2 separate regions of the Mus musculus genome follow, and region 1 is linked to region 2. Evidence: chromatin contacts called from public HiChIP or PLAC-seq data. All regions are on one chromosome and are shown on one strand. Each heading gives the region's core, a stretch centred on a gene start, on an enhancer-like site or on the middle of the called end of the contact. The rest is flanking DNA. Distances are from core to core; before and after follow the strand shown.

Region 1 (4,790 bases), core at 1,541-4,040, 770 kb after region 2:
CCTGAATTCAGAACCACATCCAACCCCCAGTTCCTACTGTGGTGTCAGGAAGATCAGAAGTTCAGTCATCCATTGCTACAGGGTGAGTTTGAGGCCACCCTGAGCTACACAAAACACTGTCTCCAAGGAAGAAGGAAGGGGGGGGTTGTCATGCCTCCTGAGTCATTCTCTGGATTGCAGAAGGATGTCACTGGGTCTCCTGTCTGCATAACTGATCCATGCATTAGCTTCCCACAGACTGAGATGGGAGGTAGAGCTCCTATGGTCTGTGTTTATTCAGGATACGTGTTCAGTGACATCAGAAGGGTCATCCTAGATGAGAATCCGAGGGAGGAAGTGCAGAGACACCAGACTCACTTACAGAACCGTAGTCCTGTAAGCTTAGCCTCTTAATCACTGTCCAGAAGACACGCTTAACCTGAAGGCTGCGACAGTGTCATAGGAGAGGGGGGTACCCCAAGGACCACCTCAAGGACTGGCAGGTCTTATCTTAGGACTCCTCCCAAAGAGTAGATCCTTCTAAAGGTGCAAGGAAGAAAGGCTGTGTGTGATGTTGTGTGATCTGATGTGGACTGTCTGCCTTTGACCTTCCCAGAATTGAACGTCAACGGTTAGGGCTGGAGTGTAGCCCAGTGGCAAAATACTTGCTTAACATATACAAGGATGTGGGTTCTGACTCCAGCAAGGGGTGGGACTGGGACTGGGAATGTGGCTCCATTGGTAGCTTGTTTCCCTAGCATGCACAAGGCCCTGTGTTGGGTTCCCAGCACTGCAGAAACTGGGCATGGGGCTCATACTTGTAATCCCAGGGCGGGTAGATGCTGGAGGATTAGAAGCCCAAGATCATTCTTGGCTAGGTAACAATTTGAGACTAGTCTGAGCTAGAAACCCTGTCTAAAAAAATAAGAGCAAACCAAATATACTAACAAAGCCCTTCAGAGGCCACATGGGTATGAGATAAAAGAGACAGAGAACTCCAGAGCTGTTCCAGAAGCGTCCTTAGGCCCTTTAGGGCTGCAGTCAGCACCTCCCTGGTGAGGTGAGGTCTCTTGGTAGGAGGTATTCTCAAGCTTTTCTTTCCAAGTGCCATTCATGTGCCTTATGGTGGCTCCTCCACCTCCCAGCACGGAGTTCTGGCCATTCAAAGACCACAACATCCTGCCTTCTCAGATAGGGTGTGGTGGTCAAGTGACATGAACAGTCATCACCGATGCCTCGGCCACCCACAGACTTTCCTCCCAGTCCATCGTCTGTGGTCCATCTCCTAGCCTCTCCACCTCAGAAGTCACTTTTATACCCTTTTATCTTGTCCCTAATCCATATCGCCACCAGCTCTGTTCTGTTCTGCTCTTCTTCCCCCATACCTGTCCTGCCTTGCCTGGCTTCACACCTGAGTCCCTTTCTACAGGAGCATGCCCCAGGCTGCCAGTGGGTTTCCAGAACCACATGGCCATCTCCGGTGAGAGCTCACTCTCTCGGAATGTACAAGGCTGGTTGGCCACACCCCCCACCTCAGTTTCCCTCAGAGAATGAGCATAGTGACAATATGTGTCCTGAGTTTTACAGGAATTAAAATCTAATGTGTTAACAAAGGTGGAAATGGCTCTTAGCAAAGATCCAAGGCTGTTAGGTATGTGCTGACTCAGTCCTGGGGAGGAATTCATTCTAATGTCACTTGAAGTCATTGTTGCAAGTGCTGTCAGGGTAAGCATGGGAGCAGGCTCCCAGTGTCAGTAGTTGGCATACTTTACTTTAACAAGATTAAAAGACAGATTATGAGTTATTGACTTAATTACTCTAAGAGAAGTGGGGTATGATAGCCCCTTGGACTAACTGGAATTAGGCAATCACAGTTTTCCTTGGGATTATCCCCAAGGGAGGTTAACAAATAAGGGACTTGCCCTCTGTTCCCTAGAGCTGAGTCATGTGACCCTGGAAAGACTCAAAACTTTCAAGCCAGAGGACAGGTTTCCTAACTTCGCCTGCAGGCTGAGAATGACTGCCACCTGGTGTTGGCTACTGGAACTGCACTATTATCCCCCTTGGCCCTGTTCCTTCCACCAGGAATGTTGATTTCATTTCAAATTTTCAAAACTGAGATATCCAGTAAACATTAAAATTATTTCCTTTTTAGGCTTTTACAGACTTCTGTCAATACACACCCCTTTTCCTCTACAACTTTTGACCCCCTGTGAACCACAGCGGTCCCACTAAGGTCCTACCCATTGCTAAGCATGTTCAAGTTCAGCTCAGTCATGCTTAAAGCAGCCAGGTTCAGACATTACCGGCCTGAGCTTTCTGGAGGAGGAACACCCAGCATTCCAGAGCCTGCCTCACCCGCGCCTTGGCTGCCCACGATATTTCATTATCTAATCAGATGCTGAGCAGGGTCTGATACTCAGGCCTCCTTCCATGAGCCTGGGTGGTCTCCTTGATGACTTCATCATGAGGGCCCGGGGAGCATTCTGTCTGCTGTGTAGACAGAGAAGCCAAACCCTCTAAGGAGCCAACAATCAGCAGTTCCCCGGGGCAGTGCAGGGCTAAGACAAGACTTTCCTGAATGGCTCCAGGGGACTACAGAACTGAATGGGGCTGGGACAGTAAGGGTGGCAGCCTTCTCTGAAGGGCAGCGCCCCCTCGGTTGAACCTCAGAAACTGTGATGTTACTATAGTGGTCTTCAAAGGGGTTCAGGCTAAGGATGTAGCTCAGTGGCGAAGCTCTTACCTCGCACACGCCAGACTCTGGGCTCAAGCCTCAAAAACCACAAAAAAAAAAAAAAAAAAAAAAAAAAAAAACAGAAGGAAAGTGTTCTAAAAATAGAACTAGGGGTGAATTGGGAGGACTGTGAGTGAGGCAGAGCCAGATATGTGAGCAGCCAGCCATTCGGCAGACGGTTTGTGGAGCAAGAGGTGAGAGCCAGATGCTGGGAACTGCTTAGGAGAGACGATTAAGGGAGCCGGGCCACCAGGCCACCACTGTAGGCTCACAAGTGTCAGGCATCAGCAGGAGGTTTAATAGGAGCCTGACAGGGAGTCCCTCCTCTAGTTCAGGACAGACTTGGCTAGTTTAGAGCCTTTTTATTTTCAGCAGAATTTGGAGGATCAAACTTTTTAATCTTCTCCACTATTTTGTTTGGTGGTGTGTGTGTGTGTGTATGTGTGTGTGTGTGTGTCTAAGAAATTTTTTACAAGCCCAAAGTCTCAGTGTTTTCTTCTACCCGTTTTGCAGGTGGGAGCTGCGGATTGGTTTAGCTTTATTATTTCTCTCTCTCTCATTTGAGTCTGAGCCACTACAAGTGGATGTCCCTGAGTTGGGTCCTGGGAGTAAAAGCTGAATGTCTGCTTCAACGTGTGTGGATTTAATTAATTAACTAATCAATTGTGGGGGAGGGGCTCACGTGTGCCTTTGTGTGTGTATGGAGGTCAGAGGACAACTTTTGGGCATCAGTTCTCTCCCTCCCCCATGTGCGTCCCGGGTCCGGAACTCAGACCATCCATCTTCAGAGCAATCTCCTCTACCAGCTGAGCCATCTCACCAAGCCAGACGCCATTTGCTTTTTAACCACAATCTGTTAAATAGCTTTGGAAAGTAGCTCTCAGTCTCTTGTGTCACGTACTGTTAGGTGGGTACTCTCTCGTTTCCCTTGCAGGTGACATAACACGTCCACACACGTGAACCGTCACCCTCATGAACAGTAGACAGTTCCAAATCCTAGGGCACAGAACACGTGTCCTGGATCCTGAAGGAGCCCTTTCTGCCATCATGGACATCTTGTGAATTCGCCAGTGTATGCCATCAGCTTGCAGAAATTCATTAGGACTTAGGAATTCCCCAGGATCGTCAAGAGTCGTGGTCTACTGCCCTCAGAGGAAGGGAGAGTCTGCAAGGGGCTGGGGAGGGTAGGAGGGTCTGGGGCTGGTGCCCATGAAAGGTGAGGCAGGAAGAGTCGGTTTAGGAAGGAGAGGGGATTTCCTACCATTCATCCTTTGCGTCACTGGGAGTCTATTCTGCTCTACCCGGAAAGGCTGCAGCCAGATTGAACATCCTGGTGTGCAGGGGCCGGTTCTGTCCTTGGGGGTGGGTGTTTGGGCTTATCTGGCCTTTGTCCAAAATGTCCTGTCGCCTCTGCCTGCACACGTTCTGATGACACTTGGCCCCTTTTCCAGATGTAAACTTTTCCAAATTCGGGAGCATTCTCAGGAGCCTGGAATTCTAAGCACACCTCTTACTTAGCCATATAACTTAATAACATTGGCTTTGATTGGCCTTGCCGTCCACCAAAAATGACTTGTGACCAGGTACACACCAGGTGTGACTCCAGAAAGGGAATGATGGGGGGTCAAGCGGACAAATCCCTTATCCCATTTATTCTGTCTTCTAGGGATGTTTAATTAAAGTTAATGTTTAGCTGACATAATGGGGGTGTTTGTTTGTTTGTTTTTGGCTCTGCTTGACTCAATGAGCCAGACCTGTCTCTGAGCTAGAACTTAGTCCTAAGTTTCTTATTTTAAAGATAACTGTCTTCTCCCTTAAGGGCCATGTGGAGGGAAGTGTGGGACATGCTGTTATTCCGACAGCAATGCACACAAGAACCTAGGAATTGTGTGAGACAGAGATTCAGGGTTCCGGAGCCATGCCAGGGACAATGTACTTCTAGTAAATTCAGCATGAAGTTAGAATGATTCCACACGGAGACGCAGAGCGGAAAGAGGTGATCCAGGAGCCAGGCAGGCAGCCCGCAATGCTGGGCTTTTCTGAGCCCAGTTATGGCTCCTCCCGACTGGTACTC
Region 2 (4,234 bases), core at 1,160-3,659:
CATACAAATAAAACCATTAATCCATGTTTGGGGGCTTATTTGCTAAGGAGTATATAAAGGGGACAGAAATGGATAAGAGGCTAGATAGATGATCAATAGATAGATAGATAGATAGATAGATGACAGACAGACAGACAGACAGACAGACAGACAGACAGACAGATGGTTTGAATAAGCATGCCCCCTCTCCATAGTCTTATATGTTTGAATACTTGGTCTCCAGTTGCTGGAACTGTTTGGGAAGGATTAAAAGGTGTGGCCTTGATGAAGGAAGTGTGTCATTTGTGGAAAGCTTACAAGTTTCAAAAGCTCAGGCCACTCCAACTCAGCTCTCTCTGCCTCTTTGTCTCCTGATTATGTCTCACACTGAGACCTCTCAGCTTAGATTCTATGTTGTTCTTGTCTGCCTGCTGCCATGCTCCATGCCATTATAGCCACAGAATCACCCTCTGAAACCGTAAACCCCAACTAAACTCTTTCATAAGTTACCTTGGTCAGATGACTCATCAAGCAATAGGAAAGTAACTAAGATAGGTCAGATAGGTAGGTAGATAGGTAGGAAGGTAGATGACAGACAGACAGACAGATAGATAGATAGATAGATAGATAGATAGATAGATAAGATACATGATAGATTAGATGATAGATAAATGATTGATAGATAGATGGATGGATAGATGATAGATAGATAGATAGATAGATAGATAGATAGATAGATAGATAGATAGATAGATAGATAGGTAGATAGATAAGATAGGTAGATAGATAAGATAGAAAAGATATGAGAGAGAGAGAGAGATGGATAGATGGTTAAGAAATATTCCTGACCAAAATACTCAGGATCAGAGGGTCTTACCAAGAAACATGTTTTTCCTTGTTTCTTTACAAAACTGCCTAAAATATGCAGCTCTCTATTGTTCAGAAATGCAAACAGTCCCTGGGATGAAGGCTTCTATCTCCTGACCTCAGCAGACCTGGGAGGCCTGCTTGTTCCCTGATTATCATGATTACATTACTCTTTGAAGCTGTCACTTTGTATTTCTGATTCTGCCAGAAACAGGTTGAAAATAGGAGAGCTGTGATCATGGAACATCGTGAAGTCGATGATAAAAAAATCCCAGAGATGAAACCCACGTGGATTTAAATTAATTTTATATACTAGAAGGTAATTTTTATTACCTAGTTTTGGAAAGAAATCTTGATTTAAAAGACTCTCACATTTTGCCTACTTTGGCAAAACCTTGTCTGTTTTCCTTCCCCTCCGGGAAGCGTTGTGTGCACAATTGGCTTTGCACTTACTCTGTGTTCAGGACTCTGATGGACCAGAGAGCCTTCCGGGCGATGCTGAACCCTGCTGCATTTCTCTCTTTTTACACTCTCAGCAAGACCTCATTTCCCAGTTGTTCAGATACAGTCACTGAGCTCTGACAACGGAACAGGAGCTCCGGAGACGGAAGCCACTTTTGTGACCTTTCCACTCACTAGTAAATAAGAAAAGTACACAGATCCACAAAGAGCTCACAGACAGTCATGGAGACCCAATAGGCCACCAGAAACATCCCTCCTCTGTGGCACACAGAGGTCTCTGCTTATTCACTGTAGTAGATGGGATAAGCGCAATGCACTCCCACTCATCCTTTGGCCATTAGCTCTCCATTGCTGGCAAACATTGTTATTTGTGTGCTGTCCTAACTAAGCCTCGTCCCCATAATCCAGCAGTTCTTATTCTGTACATCAGCTCAAGTCGGAGCCGCCTGTGTCTTCCAGTGATACTATTGCTAGGATATTGATCAGTGAGCCCCACCACTGCATACACAGTGCTCTACAGATGTGAAGACTATACCTATTAAAACTCCCGTTGGGACTTAATTTGCAAGCAATGACATTAGCTCCCTAAAACAAGATGGCACCCTGAGAAGAATTTTCCCACTTTCTAACCCTTCTTGGATAGGAGTGCTCTGCTTACCCACAACTCTCTAGTCAGAAACCTCAAACAGAAACGGTGTTTGGAGAGTAAGAGAAACTGTGTAAGGAAGGTACTTTCCTGACTATAATGGGCTCTGGGGCCCCAGGAGCTGCTAGCCTAGCCCCTTTGTCAATCAGGGGTGACAGTTGTATTCTCCTTGGGTTATGCTGTTGAGTATCCACTTTCATAATATGCTTTTCCCTCATTCTTAATTATATTTATCCCTTTAGAACATAACTTTCTGGAAAGTAAATATTTGAGATGTTAATAAATAGCTGATCAGGTTATGCCTCAAAACCGTCATGTGATGATGCCAGTGAATGCAGCAGGTGCGGAAGTAGCTTTTGGCTCCTGTTGTCTGTCTGCTGAGAACTGTGGGCAGGGCCCTGCTGGTCTTCTGAGGACAGAGGGTGGGGCCTGTTGGTCTGCTGAGGACAGTGGGAGAGGCCTGTTGGTCTGCTGAGGACAGTGGGTGGGGCCCTGTTGGTCCTGGCTGGCCTCACTTGCTTGGGCCTCACCTTCCTACATTTGCATTCCTAGTTCTGTTGTTTTCCCACAGCTGACTCAGAAGGGCTAGTCCACAGTGCACAGTGCAGAAGGCTTTCCCATGGCTGTCCTTTCCTGTTCAAGTTCATGTTCAAGGTGTGCACATGTGTACCACTGCTTAACCCCTTCCTCCCAGATGATCTTCCCGTCCTTCCAATCTAGCTTAAATCTTAGAGCCCAGTGTGGTGTTGCCTTGAGAACACAAGTCTCTTCCATGTTTCAACAGTAATGGCATGGACAAATTATTGGTGATTTTTTTCAGATTTTTTTTATTTTTAATTGTGTGTACTTGTGTGTGTGTGTGTGTGTGTGTGTGTGTGTGTGTGTGAAGGGAGGTGGCTATGTGAGAATTGGTGCCCTAGGAACACAGAGGCTTTGGATCTTCTGGACCTGAAGCTGTAGGTGGTTGTGAACACCTGATGCAGTTGCTAGGAAGTAAACTGGGTTCTCTGTAAGGGCTGTATGCATTCTCAACTGCTGAACCTCTCTCTATCCCTGATACATTATTGATGGATGCTAAACTGCCTCGAGATCTCTCTGTGCGCTGTTGTTGTTGCATGAGGTGCCTGGAGGGATACAGGTCACGTTAGGTGCTTCGGATTAAGTCTTACAGAATAAGCCACAGTTCCTTCAATTTTCACGTAAGGACTTAAATACATTTGCTAACTGATGGATGAAGAGGGAAACCTCTCAGAAGATGACGTGACTAGAGCAGACCAACTAATCCCTGTATATCTGAATACACATTCTCACATTACATATACAGCCCAGTGACTACAGCATCTAAAGATGAATTTCTGTGTCTCAGAAAGGTGCTAATAATATTTAACCTGTTTCTTTCCTGAGCTTGTGAGTGGTTACTAGAATGATAATATGGACCTAAAACATGGATACTATTGCAAGGAACAGAAACAAAACCTTACAGGTGTTCGTGTCCGTATACCTGAACTGAAATATACAGTTGCAGGGCAGTGGGTGTGGGGGAAAGGAGTGGGAGAAAACCCGCGGCCTGCCAGAGTTCCGGTGTTCTCAGCAGGCAGGCAGATTCGGAAGGACTGCTGCAGGCTTTCCACATAGCCCCGGGTGGGTGTCTGTCTGTGTGAAGCCATGGAATCCCAGCTCGCGGGGTGGGGGTCGGGGGAGTGGACAAGGGGCAGTCCTATATAACAGGTTCTCAGTCTCCAGCATCCCACAGTGGATACCACGGAGGAGCTGAGAACAAATGGGGGCCCCATGGGCAGCTCATCAGCCCTGGGGCTGAAGAAAGGAGAGGGCAGGGGGAGAGGGGGAGCTGGATGGTTCCCACACGGGCAAGAATCCTTGGTCTGGTCAATGGCTGGAGCGCAGGAAGGCCTTCCGGGCGGGAGGCTAGATGTGGATCGTTAGGGGAAAGCCTATCCCATTGGTCAAGCATGGCAGGCCTTGATGAGCAGAGACAGTCTATGGTTTTAGAGCTTTATTATAGAAAGTCAGAGGGGAAGAGAGAAAGTAGAAAGAGGGAGAGAGGCCGGCCATGGCCACGTGGAGCCAGGGGGGAGAGAGAGAAGGAGGGCTAGAGATGAGAGTAAGAAAGGTGAGAGCTAAAAAGAGTGAGGAGGGGCCAAGCAGCCCCTTTTATAGTGGGCTGGGCTATCAGGTAACTGTGGGGAGGAGCATACCTGGATACAGTCAGGGAACTGTGGGGGTGAAGTCTAGCTAGAAGCTTGGGACATTGCCTGCGTG

Evidence for each region. HiChIP or PLAC-seq counts read pairs in DNA pulled down with a chosen protein or histone mark.
Region 1: an HNF4G HiChIP or PLAC-seq map of pancreatic cancer cells shows a contact between it and region 2. The contact joins two enhancer-like sites. A contact is called at or near these places in 1 of 484 Hi-C or Micro-C datasets (bone marrow-derived macrophages) and 2 of 115 datasets of contacts at active chromatin or transcription factors (embryonic stem cells and pancreatic cancer cells).

The regions. Positions count from the first base shown.
Region 1 is chr8:11,390,976-11,395,765 of GRCm38.p6, forward strand. The region is part of intron 4 of Col4a2 (collagen, type IV, alpha 2); the gene reads left to right. Among named protein-coding and RNA genes, the nearest start is that of Gm46030, 53 kb to the left of the region's middle. Within about 2 kb of position 2,791, at least 141 of the 459 cell types and tissues checked have an H3K27ac peak or open chromatin away from gene starts, as enhancers often do. A contact at or near this core is called in pancreatic cancer cells, where this site is marked.
Region 2 is chr8:10,617,497-10,621,730 of GRCm38.p6, forward strand. All of the region lies in intron 34 of Myo16 (myosin XVI), which reads left to right. Among named protein-coding and RNA genes, the nearest start is that of Gm32330, 54 kb to the right of the region's middle. Within about 2 kb of position 2,410, at least 27 of the 459 cell types and tissues checked have an H3K27ac peak or open chromatin away from gene starts, as enhancers often do. A contact at or near this core is called in pancreatic cancer cells, where this site is marked.